Regions from separate parts of the Mus musculus genome. Here regions 2 and 3 are each linked to region 1. Evidence: chromatin contacts called from public ChIA-PET and Hi-C data. All regions are on one chromosome and are shown on one strand. Each heading gives the region's core, a stretch centred on a gene start, on an enhancer-like site or on the middle of the called end of the contact. The rest is flanking DNA. Distances are from core to core; before and after follow the strand shown.

Region 1 (4,483 bases), core at 1,361-3,860:
CATAAGATGTGGTACCTACCCAAGTAGGATGATGCTTGGTGTTTTCCTGCATCTCTACCCTGTGCAATTGTTTCTTATCTTTGATAGATGTTTACCTGAGCATGTGGCAGACATGGGCTTCTTTTCCAAGCCTGGTTTGTCCTCTAACCCTAACCTCTTTTTCCTTTCTGCTATGTGTGTGGCTAACCCCCACACTGACTGAAGTGTGATCTTGGTGGCTTTTGATCTTTTTGCCTCTTTGCTGACCCTGTTCCTTTGTTTCTATCTGTGCATCCTGTGGTGGCTCGGTGACAGCCCTCAGAATATGGCAGCCACCTCAACTCCAGCTCCCGGGCCTCTTCTAGGGCCAGCTCTGCAAGGGCCAGTCCTGTGGTAAGTATGCTTCCTGCCCTGCTGCCCTTCCACTTCCTTCCTTCTTCCCCTCCACTTCCCTGTTCTTTTCCTCTTGCCCCTACCCCTTATCCTTCTGTGCCTTAGAAATGACCACTGTCTTTGAAAACCAGCAAAAGATAAAGCTAGAAGCCTCTCGTTTTATTTCAGGTCTGGGATTGGGAAATGGTTTTGAGTTTAGAAGATGCTCTTGGGGGTAAGGGTATAGTCTCAAGGACTATAACAGAAGGGAAGTTATTCGTGATGCTCAGAAATGAGGCTTGAGAGGGAGAGTCCATGCTGGGCTGTAGCATACATAGACTGTGGCTACAGGTGTACATGTACTATTTTTTACAATTTAAAATTTTGGAGGCTTAACTCCGGAATTTAGCATGGCCTTTAAAGTAATGAGGTTATCAGATCAGACCCTGACAAGTTTTAAAGTACAAGCCTGGAAGTGTCTTGCTGTTCTCATTACTGCTTAGGTTACCTGGTGTCACATTTGCTCGAAAACTGCTTAGAAAGTGTCACTGGGACCCTTCTCTCCTATCTGTGGCTCACCACATGCCAGACATGGCAGAAGGAACCAAGGCCAAAGAACACAGTTCGTCACCCGATCGGTGGCTTCCTTTGAGGCTACTTTAACATTATCTAACCAAGGAATTATTTTGTGTATGGTTGTGGGATGTGTGGGGAGATATCTGCTATCTTGCTCTATTGCTGTTAACATAAATATTTTGGGACAGAGCTTCTCACCAGGCCTGGTTCTTGCTGATTTTCTGGCTAGTCAGCAAGTACCCGGAATACTCCTACATGGATGCTGGAATTACAGCTGTATACCACAAAGCCAGCTGCTGCCTCTACTGCTGCCGCTTCCTCCTCCTACTCTTCTTCCCCCACCCTCCTCCTCTTCCTCCTCCTCCTGCTCCTCCTCCTCTTCCTCTTCTTCCTCCTCTTCTTCCCTCTTCCTCCTCTCTCTCCTCTTCCTCTTTCTTCTCTTCTTCCTCCTCTTCTTCTTCCTTCTCCTCGTCCCTCTTCTTCTTTTTAAAATGTGTTGCTAGAGATTAAACTCAGGTCCTCATCATGCCTCATAGCAAATACTTTACCAACTGAGCCACCTCCCCAGCCCCTTGGTTTTTTTCTTCTATCCCCAAATGGCCTTGAATTCACTATATAGTTGAAGATATCTTTGAATTCCTATCCCGACTGCTTCCACATCCCAAGTGCTGAGGCTACAGGTGTATCATATGCACCACACCTGACCAGACAGTTTTGGCTGTGGTAGGGAGACACACCCAGGCTATAGCATCAGTGTGGGTGGAGGGAGGCCCACATTTTGAAAGCCATGAGTGGAAAGTGCAGACAGTCCAGGCCAATCTCTTTTGCTGGGCTCAGACATAAATACATAGTTTAGAACTCAGTTCCTGAACACTATACTGCCCAGGATTGGTTCCTGCATCCCAGAATGCAGCAGACCCAAGATACAGCACTTGCATAGATGAGCTCATTGGATTTGTTTTAGTGTAGAATCCTCTTTCTTGTGCGTAATAGTCAACTGTACACTTGAGGAATAAGTGGAGTGTTTGCAATCAAAAGAAGTTTGTAGCTTTACTTTCAAAGATTCTTAACAACACCTCCTCCACCCCACCCCACCCCACCCCACCCCACCCCGCTGCCCCAGCAATGACTGTCTGGGGTGGCTGATTTGTCATCACTAGGCGTGGCCCTTGGATTTATTTAAGTATCAAGATGAGGTCATGATGTGGGAATGTTCATGGTTTCTGTGACTGGAAAGACTGAAGTCAGATTCGGATCCTTTTGTTGTGTGTGCACTTTCCAGATCTGTGGAAAATTTACACACATGAAACAAGTTTGGCTGTTATTTCCTCACAGAGGCATGCATTGTATGTCTTGGTCTCTGCAGCCTGTGAGGCAAGAGAAGTGATCTCTGTGATGTGGGGAACTGGAGGTGTGGTCATACTTTCCCTTCTGTGCTACTGTGAGAAATGCATCAATCCAGCAGAGCTCTGTATTCCCTCCGGTGAAGGCTGCTAAGTCTGTTGCAGAGATAATCAGTAGATGTCCCCCCTCCCCTTCTCCAGTCACCTGTTTGTTTATTTGTTGCCCTAAAGATCTTTCGATCATTATTTCTGTTGTCATTTAGTGAGCAAAGGTCAGCGCAAAGATGTGTGGAAAACTGGCTGGCCTCCCAACTCAACCTGGCACCTCACAACAGCCAGGTACCTCCACACTAACTGGGGAGCCTCCTGGGTATGGTTCTCAGGTGCAGTGACCCCTCTGCAAATGCAGGGCAGCCTCCAGGAAATTCTTCAGTCAGTGGGAGGGTCACTAGCCTTTGCCAGGTCCCTCTCCCAGGCCTGCTCCTGACTACTCCTCCCTCTCAGGCAGGAAGACCCACAAGTCTGAACAGGAGCTTCTGGGTTTCTTCCCACCAGCAAAGCTGGACATGCTTCATTGACACTTTGTTAAAAGCCGATCCAAATTGCACACCCACCTTCCCAGTGCATACATAGCCCTGGGACACAGAAAAGCATTATGTTAATGCTGGACCTGAATCTTAGAAACAACAGGGCTGATTCTATTCTTTCTTTATGCTTTTTTAGGCACCAAGATGCTGGGTTTGTCACCCTCTGTCCTTGGAACAAACAAGGATACAGTGACCTCTCCATCCTGGCCTCTGTGGGAGACCCATGCAGTAGGATGTGCAGCAAGGCAGGGGTTAAAAGATGGAGTTAACACCACGTCACAGCTCCTGCTCCTGACTTGGGGCAAGTAGGCAGAAATAAACTCCTTCAGATGAAGTAGCCCCCTGAAAGGCATATGTTTTTGCTTGGTTTGAGCTGCCCCAGCCATAATAGGACATAGTTTTTGGTGTCCATATTGGTTCTTGGAAAATACCCCCGGCTTAGTATTTCACCAGGAGTAATTACCAGGAGCCAAAGACAGAAGAAAATGCAAAAGTCAGCTGCAGCCCTCAAGGCTTTGCATCTTGCATCTGTCAGACAGGAAGTGAGGCAGTGCTACACACTGGGGGCAGGGTGGTGCAACCGAAGAGTAAAAGTCACCAAACAAAGGAAGTGATGGTTCATTCCCCTTTAAAAACGTGAATATACCTCTGTGTCCATAGGCTACTGCAAGGGCTAAGACTAAAGGTTTGGGGCTCCCAATGATACAATTCTTAGGAGAGCCAAGATGCATCAGCCCGAATGTAAGTGGCAGGGGACGGAGTTCCACCTCATTCCAGCACCACTCCCCACTCCACTCCCATTCTTCTGTAACTCCGTCCCCACCTCCACTTAGCCTTTCCATCCTAATTAGTGTTAACTGTCAGCACAGCCTAGAATCACCTGAAACCAGAGTCTCAATGGAGTAATTGTCTTTACCATGTTGGTCTGTAAAAGATGATTTTAATTGCTGTAGGGGGTGCTGCCTACTGTAGGCGATACCATCCCTAGACAGTCCTGGGTTTTATAAAAAAGCTAGCCATGGTTCCTACCTCCAAGTTCCTGCCCTGGTGCCCCCTCTATGGCAGACTGTGTCCTGGGGGGTGCAAGCCAGATAAAGCTTTTCCTTCCCAAGTTGCTTTTGGTTGGAAAGCCACAGAAAGAAATGTAGGAAGTGCACACATGCGCGCGCACCCCCCCCCCATATTTTTCTCATGTTAATTGAGCACCTAGAATAGTCTGGTCATGAGTCAACAGTGTTAGGCAATGCAAACCTGCCCTCGCCCTTCATGGGATACACAGACTGGGCTAGAAGATGTTCATCAAATAAATAACATAAACATCAGTTGCACCTGCACGAGCCATGAGGGCAGGTGCGTGGAGAGAGGCAGAAGCTGGGGTTAGAGGATCTAGGCTTGAACCACAGCCAAGCAGAGCCAGGTGACACCTAGGGCATCCTCCTCATCTAAGCCCTACAGCCCACTGGAATCCAAGAGAGCTTCCACAGATCTGAAGCATCCTTCAGGAATGTCTCGGGTGGAGCCAGGACTTGCTGTCTTGTGTACTCATAGAAAAGTGCTGAGCTAGCTGTCTGCCCATTCGAATTTGAAAACAAAGACACCCCCACCCCCCCACCCCCCACCCCCGCC
Region 2 (4,030 bases), core at 640-3,139, 260 kb before region 1:
TGAAACTCTAGTTTCAAGAGTCTCTGTGGGCCATGGTCACACACACAATTAATTAGTTAATTAATTTTTTAAAACAATTTTTGGCATTTCGAGACAAGATTTCTTTGTGGTGCCATGGCTATCCTGGGACTTACTCTATAGACCAGGTGGGCCTCAAACTCTAAGACCCACCTTGTCTCCACCTCCTGAGTCCTGGGACTGTAGGCACGCAGCGCCATGGTGTATTTGGTACTAGCTAGAGACTCAGAGCAGGTACAACTTGGGTTTCGAGTATGCTAAGCAATCATCCTGCCAAGTGAGGGGCATCCCTGGCTTCAGGGCCTGTTTTATGTAGGTTTGTTTGTTTGTTTGTTTGTTTGGGTTTTTTGGATTTTTGTTGTTGGTTTGTTTGTTTGGGAGGTAATTTTGTTTTTCCAGACAGGGTTTCTCTATGTAGCCCTGGCTGTCCTGGAATTTTCTCTGTAGACCAGGCTGGCCTTAAACTCAGAGACGCACCTGCCTCTGCCTCCCACAGGCTGGGAAGCCACCACTTAGCGATAAAAAGAAATCTTTCCCTCATTGCCTCTCACAGACTCCTTAGTTGCAGAGATCCTATGGTGAGGCCTAAGAGAAGAGGGTGGGGTTTACTATGGCACTGGATGGCACAACTTTGCAGAAACCTTCAAAAGCAAATGATTTGAGACACACCTTTTAAAGAAACGCATCTGAAATTGAGATTGTTCTGTTTGATTGACAGCCATTGCCTTGCATTTTTGTTCTGTGACAGTGCTCGACAACAACAATTTGAATCTACATCTTTCCTGTGACCACAAATTCTTTCAACATTTCTGATCTTATATGATCCTACATGAGCAACCCCCCTCCTTGTCACCTACCAGCACGGGAGGGTGCTGGCTCCTCCTGGTGGGACCTCACAGAGCAATGCCCAGATGCTTAGCAGCCATCATGGGATGCTACTGAGACGTTGGAGAGAGGGTGTGGCCACCTCTCACAGTGAGACCTCCGCAGAGAAGACAGGGAGCCCCTCAGACGCATGCTAAGCCCCTCGGGGGTTAGCTTCTTTCCTTCTCTAGAAGCAGCACTCGGAAAGCAGAGGCAAGAATTTCCGGAATTCAAGGTGAGAAAGCTACATGGTGAGTTAGAGGGGCCATCCTGGGCTACATAAGCCCCTGTCCTCTAAAGAGGGAGCAGGAGCCAACTCCAGACTAATCGTCGAGATATTTAGAAACGGGCTTGAAAATATACTCCTAAGATACACAAAAATAACCATGAAGCAGAAAGCTCTGAATCTGTCGTACCAGAGGCCACCATGGAACATAAAAGGCATTCTATGAACTGTGTGGAAACCAGATGAGGAGACGCTGTGCCCGTTTCCCCAGCTAATTATAACCATTAGGCAGAGACTGCCTGGGTTTTAACAGTCAGGGAGAGAGCCTGCTACAAACTGCTTCACAAGCAATTATGCAAGCAGCCACTCCTTCCCAGCCCACGACACAGGCCACAGTTGGCTCTAGCTCTCGGCACGTCTCACATTTATCCCATTTCTTCCTTTCTTGGCAAGGGACTCGAGTTCCACCAGCCTCTGAAAACCATGTGTGCCGCCACAGAATCGTGAAAGCGAGCGGCCACGGCATCTCACAGCCCAAGGAAAAGTTACCGTCTTTGCTGGCTTTCAGGTGTGAGAGAAAAACTCATCCTAAGTAGACAGATCTTGTATCAGTTTGTCTACCTCCTTACTGTCTCTCCCAGTAACCTCTCCTAGAGTTACTACTTAGAAGTAAAACAAAACTGTGTGCCCTGGCAGGGATCCCCGGACTCCTGTGCTATATCTGCAGCCACTGCGTCTGACTGAGCAGGTCTCTGACATTCCACATTCCCTGTAAGGCCATAGGTGGGTTTAAGTGGAGCTGACTCCAGATGCCAGTGCTGGTTGCTGACTCAACTAGAGAAGGTTCCAGAAGTGAAAAGCCAGTTTCCTGGAATAGTTCCCCCTGAGACCTGAGTCATCTCCAGCTGCTGGTCAATTCTGAAATTAAAGTGGCCCATGAGCTCTTCCTTCCAGCGGACAATTCCCAAAGCACTGGGACTGTGGAAATCGGGGATACAGAGCACATGGTGGGGGGAGGCTCCACAAAGATGGCTCCCAGTGAGGCTTTCCCTGGTCACTTCCAGCTCACAAACAGCTCCCCATATTTCCTGATTGCTAAAGTTAGTGAGGAGAGAGGATGGCACTGGGCACCACACAGCCAGACGCTGCAAGGTGAATGGTGGATGGTGACTTGGCAAAGCATTCTCTATTTGTTTCATTTCTCCCATTTTTCGAACATCCAAATATTTTTTTTTTCTTGAGACAGTTTCACATATGTCACCCTGCCTGGCCTGAAACTCACACTGTAGCCAAGACTAGCCCTGAATTTCTGATCCCCCTATCTCCATCTTCAAAACGCTGGGATTCTAGACATGCGTTACCACTTCTAGATTCCATGGCACAGGGAACCACTCCCCCCCCCCCACACCAAGGAGCTATAGATCCCAGATCCTCCAGAGTTTTTCAAACAACAGTGACTCCGCTGCCACATCTACTCCAAAGAAAACGTGGGAAACATAAGATACCTTTCTTCCACGGTATTTCTTAAGGCCTATTCATCCCACCCTGCCCCCATGCCTGGGTCCTGCGTGCATGCTTGGTGGAATCCATCAGGCAGGCGCAGAACATTGGGTGGGGCTGGCTTTATTACTGCTCCTAACACTGTAGCCACACACCAGCATGTCACCTCTCTGAGTAACACATCCCATGACCCCAGAAAGACACCAAGACAATGTTCTCTGCGCTATCTCAATAGCCAAACAGAAGTCATGAATTTTGCCAACCTGATCTTGAAACTTAGCATCCTGGAGCCTGATTGATAAGCAATCCTGAGACCATGTTGTGGGACAACTAAGAGAAGGTAGCGGTACTCTGAGATGAAATTCAGTGCCTCAGGGCCTCTCTGATAAATGATGAAAAGTCAGAGAGTCGACAATGTATTTTAATCATCAAATACTTAAAATGAGATGTTTATGTGAAATGAGATGGTTATGTGAAATTCTTTCAAATATGTTTCTCTGCTGGGAAGAGCAGCAAAGGGCAGACTGTGCACCCTTCAAGAGCTATCAGATTAGGGGACGTTAATACCTTCTCCGGGGTTCAAATAAGAGACTATACAGTGTGTGTGCGAGCATGCTTTAGTCCCCATGTTTTCCATGGGAGCGCTTATAACTTAGATTCAGGCAATGTTTCCTTTAAAATTTGCCAGTTGCCCGATGCTCTTGACCTGGAATTACTTAAGAGCAGAGAATGTGTTGTATGAAGGCATAATTTCATTTCTGAATGCTCATACACAAGCAAGGAAGAAAAATGGAATTTTAAATGTATGCCCGGCACAGAGACTGGGCTGGAACAGCCAATCCTAGCTGCCACCCACAAGCTGGGGTGTAAATTGTTGACTCCCTATGAGCCCTGAAACCCCACCCTGGAAACCGCCAGGAACTTGGATTTTCCAGGCACGCCAAGGGATACACTGCCCTCTAGAGAAAAGAGTCCAGAATGCATTCCCAGAAGCAGCCATGTGCCCACTCAAACTTCCTTTCCCAAAACAGACCCGGGATATTGGGATGCATTAAGAGTTTCAGTTTTAAAACCTAACATAAAATTCATTGCTACAGAGGATCTCTCTTTTTAAGAACCAGGACCTGGCTGGCACTCCCCAACAAGATACTCACTGCCATGATCGGGATGGCAGTGGGTTTTATGGGGAATTATCACTTGGGGTTTGGACCATGAGCAGCACCAAGAAGCTTTATAAGAGGATAAGCAGAATAGAGAGAAATGTCCTCATGTACTTTAACAATGTGTGTTAGAACCTGGAGCAGGCCTGGAGAGAGGGCTCAGCGGGTGAGAGCACTCATTGCTCTCGCACCGGACCTGAGTTTAGTTCCGATGTGAGGTTGCTCACAACCACCCGCAACTCCAGCTCCAGAGGGATCCAAC
Region 3 (4,289 bases), core at 1,466-3,965, 320 kb after region 1:
ACAGAGAGGTTGGCTCTGGGTTGGAAGAGCACAGGGCTGGAGCTCTGTCAGTGACTTCTGACCTTGAGTGGGTCCTGGGCCCACTGGCACATTTATTCCAGGTCTCCTTGCAGAAGGAGTAAGGCCTCCCCTTTGTCCAGGGGCCTGTGGAAAGATGCAAGTGCTGAGATCAGAGCGAGGTGCTCCTTCAATGCCTTCAACAGTGGCATCAGTGCTTTGTCCTCTCGATAATGATAGAAGCCACGCAAGAGGGCCCATTATCTATGTCCCCCTGGAACTCTACACTAGTTTGAGGTAAAGAAAATAATCCCAGGAATAACATTTCCATTCCCCCAGGTGCCCACAGCTCAGCCCCAATGCTAAGATTAGGTTGCGTGGATTTCTAACCTGGCATAGAGATGAACCCCAAAATCCTAAAACACCGGAGGACCTGAAGCTTTTGAGAAAGATGCTCTTAAAGGCACATGACCTAAGATGACAATCCTAAAGCCTGCTTGCAGCCTAGTGAAAACCATGTGTTTTGGGATCCTGGAGGGAAGGAGGCTTTCTAATGGTGCCAGTGATTGCTGTCAACTGATTATCTGTAGGCATACTACATACCCATCCTATCCACTTCTTTCTTCCTGAGGATTCTGATTTCCAGAGTCTAACCTAACCTCAGTCCCAATTTGTCTGGGCCCAAGGCAAAGAACTAGCAACTAGCCACCAGCGTTAGTCCTGGGAGCTCAGGAGAGAACAGTACAAGGACAGATCTTCTCCCTACGGCTTAGTTACCCTGGAGACAAACCTGATGCTAGTGGAATCCTCAAGGACACATACTCCTAGGAAAGTGGGGGAACACAGAGGACCTGGCCAGCAGTGGGGACATCTCTATCAGCACCACACGAATACACTTTGCTAACAAAGGGTGGGCCCTTTAAAAAGGTATACACTAGTGTTGGATGCAGTTGAACATTCACACATTGGACACATCAATGACAGTACACCAGGAGCAACTAACTCCAAAGTTCTTTATTTAATTCGGTTGGAGCATCGATGGGATGGCAACCAAACTCACACGCGCGCAACTGTGTTACAAACGAGGAGCAGCTTCAGTGACCGCAGAATATGCCCGCCTCCCCTGGTCTCATAGCCAAAGTAGCAAATCTGAACTTCCTTTCAGGTCAGGATTGCTGTGGCCTGTGTGTCCCTGCCCAGGACCCTAATGCTCAGTCTCAAGATTGGCCACTTCTGCCCTAGATCCTCAGAATGCCCAAAAGGCAGGGAGAGGTGAACACGAGGGAGCCCTGGCAGCTCTCCAAAAGTCTCCTGTCTTTCTTTAGTGCACCCCCTGGCCCCCCAGCCACCATCCAGAGCTCTAGGGTCCACGAAAAAATAGTGCTAGGGACCTGCAGGGCCTGGCCATTAGGGTTGTCATTCAAGTCATCTGTTGGAGAGTGGGGAGGGCATACCTGGGGGGCATCCTGAGCTGTCTCCACCTTATCTGATACCCAGGGAGGAAGCAAACTTAAGGATGGCAGCCACCATTCACAGGTCCCTGGTAAGTGTTGGTCACCAAGGCCTCCACACACTCTGAGCCCGGCGAGCTGCAGTCAGGCTGCCTAAGGATGTAGACACCAAATCCGGCCCCTCAGCAGGCACCCGGTTTAGTTCAGCCTCTGGGATCTCCTCTAGGTCAGAACACAGGTCGTCCCCGGGACCTGGGGGACTGGACAATGGGGATTCTGGGGACCCTCCTGGAGGCCAGCTGCTCCTCCCAGAGCCTCCAGGCAGCCCAGCTAGGGAGTCCCCCAGCAGATCCTGAAAGCTGCTACCCTCACGCAGCGGCATGGATTCTAGCAGGTGGTTCAGGAGTTCAGCTGAGACAGTGGCATCGATGGCTTGGCACGTGGACACGAACGTGTGCACCTCATGCATGCACTGGATGTAGCCAGCAGCGAAGCGCTCGCTTGCTTCAGCCTGCAGCTGCTCCCGCTCTGTGCAGGAGGGTGGGAAGAAGAGAGCAGCGTCCCGCACCGTGAGCAGTGACTATCGTGGCTCGGACGATCCGCTCCGCGGGTTCGGGGCTCACCCAGGAGACACAGTAGCGTGTCCCGTTCTGGGGGAAGCCCTTGCCATGGATAGGACCGGGGCTCCGGGAGCCGACGTGTCCCGCTGTTGGGTGGCAGGCGTGCCCGGTCAGCGCCCCCGCCCTCGATCCCCGCCGCCACTCACCGCGCGCCCGGCCTCGCAGCGCGCCCTGCACGCGCCTCACGGTCAGCTCCAGAACCTCGGCGTTCTCTAGCTTGGCCTGCACCTGCGCAGAGGGGAAGGGAGTTGAGTCCGGCCGTGCGCTTCGGGGTGCACCCTGAAGGTCCCCCTCCCCCCTGCACCTTTCCCGTCGCACCTCGGTACCGGCCAGCAGCAGCCGCAGCTCCTGAAGACTCTCGTTGATCCGTGCGCGTCGCTTCTTCTCCACCAGGGGCTTCCGGGCCTGTGGGAAGCGGCTACTGAGCCCCCTGGCCCGCGCAACCTCCCCCAAGCCCATCCACCCGTAGCCCCTGTCCGCACCTTGCGGTCCCCCCGTGCTTCCCAGCGGTCCTCATCCTCCTGGCCTGCACGGTCCCGGCTGGGCGCCTGGGACGGAGCCATGGTCTACGGAGCCCGGCGCCCTAGTGCAAACTACTCAGCGAGGTGGGTCGCAGCCCGGAGGCCCCACTAGCTCTCCGGAGTCTTCCGGCCCGCGGGACCCCGCCCATTTTATAGCAACTTATTTACATGTCAATGCACCGATTGGCTGTGCGTGGTCGGAGAGGCCAGCCGTGAGGCAGCCTGTAGCCAATGAGAGCGGCGCGCTTTGTCAGGCCCCGCGGGTCTCTGGCAGCTGGCGGGGCGGAGCCCACAGCCAGACCTCCTGCCACTTAGGCCGGGCAGGACTCCTGGGCAGTGACCTCCGGCTTCTCTCTTGCTGGTGTGCTTGTACTTCCTTTCGCTGAGTTATGAGGCCAGACCTGCCTGCCTGTAAGCTCGGACTTAGCTATACATCCTTCGGTCCGTATATCTATCCATGCCGCCCTTCCACCCACCTCTTCACCCATCCATTCCTACAGGGCATTTGCTTCCCTTGGTTCACCAAAAGTGCTCTCGAGAATAGCGCTCCAGTCCCAGAGCTGACTTCAGACAGGGCAGTGCCAAAGTCAAGTCCGTGACCTCGGGACCTGGAAGGGGCTTCGGGTCACCGGTGGCGAGAGTGCAAAGTCCGGGGAAAGTACGAGCCAATTTAGCAGCAGGAACAGGACCCTTGTGTGTCCTTTTGGACCCATTAAGACACCTATAACCTTCTTACTCCAAGGTCCGCGGTCGTTCTTACTAAATCTCTATTTCTCTGTGCTCTAAGTCACTTACCCAACCACTACCTTGTCTATTTTAACCCCACCCCAACTGCCCCCAGTCAAGCTTCTCCTTCCTTGTTCATCACCCCGTACCCGCCTAAGCGCCTCTCATTTCCCTCTAGTTCCTCCGCATCCTCTTTGCGGTGGTCTCACACATCCCTGTTCCCCAACCCCTCTCCACGCTCACCTCCCTTCCCCGCGAGTCCCCTTAGAGTCCCCCATCCCCACTACCCCCAGTCCCTCTCAGCTCCTCCCCCTTCTATTCTTGGTTCCTGCAGGCCGAGGCTGCTGTCTGGCCCCAGTAACTTGATGCCCGTGACAGTTGGCAGCTGCAGCCGCTTCCGCAGAGAAAAGCGGCAGGCCGGCCAGGAGCGACAGGTGTTGGCCGCGCCTTTGTCTAGCTGGCTTTGTCCTGCAGGCTGCAACAGGCACGCCTGTGTCGGCCAGACGCCCAAGCCCCGCGTCGTCGGCGGTCCATCTGCCGGCCCTGCCTCGCCGCGGGAGGGGTGTGTGTGTGTGTGTGTGTGTGTGTGTGTGTGTGTGTGCGCGCGCGCGCGCCCCCTCGGAACCCCTGGCTCTGCTCCAGCGTTCTTGGATTTCGGCTGCTGCTTTAGAGCCAGGACAAGGAGCCAGCTCCTAATCAGCCTTTACATACTCCATCCTTAGGCCTGGACACCACTAAGCACTTCAGTGGCTGCCTGCCTGGGCACCGTTGAGGTCTTGGTAACTGGTGCTTCAGTCAGCCTGGCTGGAAGACCTTTGAGGAAGGGAAAGTACAAGCAGGCATCAATTTATTTTATTTTAGTGACTCCATTAGCCAAGTGGCTTAGACTCCATTGGTCCCAGCAGCGTGACTACTCACCCCATCTCAGGCTCAGGAAACCCTTCTCCTGTTCACCTCCCTCAGTTAAACTACTA

The links. Hi-C and Micro-C count contacts between places; a contact is called where the count stands out from the background. ChIA-PET counts read pairs in DNA pulled down with a chosen protein or histone mark.
Region 2: a contact with region 1 is called in a Hi-C map of muscle stem cells, with 3 times the contacts expected there. The contact joins two enhancer-like sites. A contact is called at or near these places in 1 of 15 datasets of contacts at CTCF or cohesin (the NIH/3T3 cell line), 3 of 484 Hi-C or Micro-C datasets (embryonic stem cells and muscle stem cells) and 1 of 115 datasets of contacts at active chromatin or transcription factors (pancreatic cancer cells).
Region 3: a contact with region 1 is called in an RNA polymerase II ChIA-PET map of memory CD8 T cells, with 27 read pairs. The contact joins the promoter of Hes6 here to the enhancer-like site in region 1. A contact is called at or near these places in 4 of 115 datasets of contacts at active chromatin or transcription factors (large pre-B cells, memory CD8 T cells, pancreatic cancer cells and 1 more) and 1 of 9 other capture datasets (liver).

What each region holds. Positions count from the first base shown.
Region 1 is chr1:91,093,266-91,097,748 of GRCm38.p6, forward strand. Lrrfip1 (leucine rich repeat (in FLII) interacting protein 1) reads left to right here. Exons shown (of 25, transcript NM_001310732.1): 12 at 295-372. Among named protein-coding and RNA genes, the nearest start is that of Lrrfip1, 42 kb to the left of the region's middle. Within about 2 kb of position 2,611, at least 126 of the 459 cell types and tissues checked have an H3K27ac peak or open chromatin away from gene starts, as enhancers often do. A contact at or near this core is called in liver, memory CD8 T cells, muscle stem cells and 2 more, where this site is marked.
Region 2 is chr1:90,836,897-90,840,926 of GRCm38.p6, forward strand. The region is part of intron 1 of Col6a3 (collagen, type VI, alpha 3); the gene reads right to left. Among named protein-coding and RNA genes, the nearest start is that of Col6a3, 5.1 kb to the right of the region's middle. Within about 2 kb of position 1,890, at least 97 of the 459 cell types and tissues checked have an H3K27ac peak or open chromatin away from gene starts, as enhancers often do. A contact at or near this core is called in muscle stem cells, where this site is marked.
Region 3 is chr1:91,410,507-91,414,795 of GRCm38.p6, forward strand. Hes6 (hairy and enhancer of split 6) reads right to left here and starts at 2,716. Exons shown (of 4, transcript NM_019479.3): 1 at 2,551-2,716; 2 at 2,387-2,473; 3 at 2,215-2,296; 4 at 977-1,976. The coding sequence starts at 2,631. The coding sequence ends at 1,552.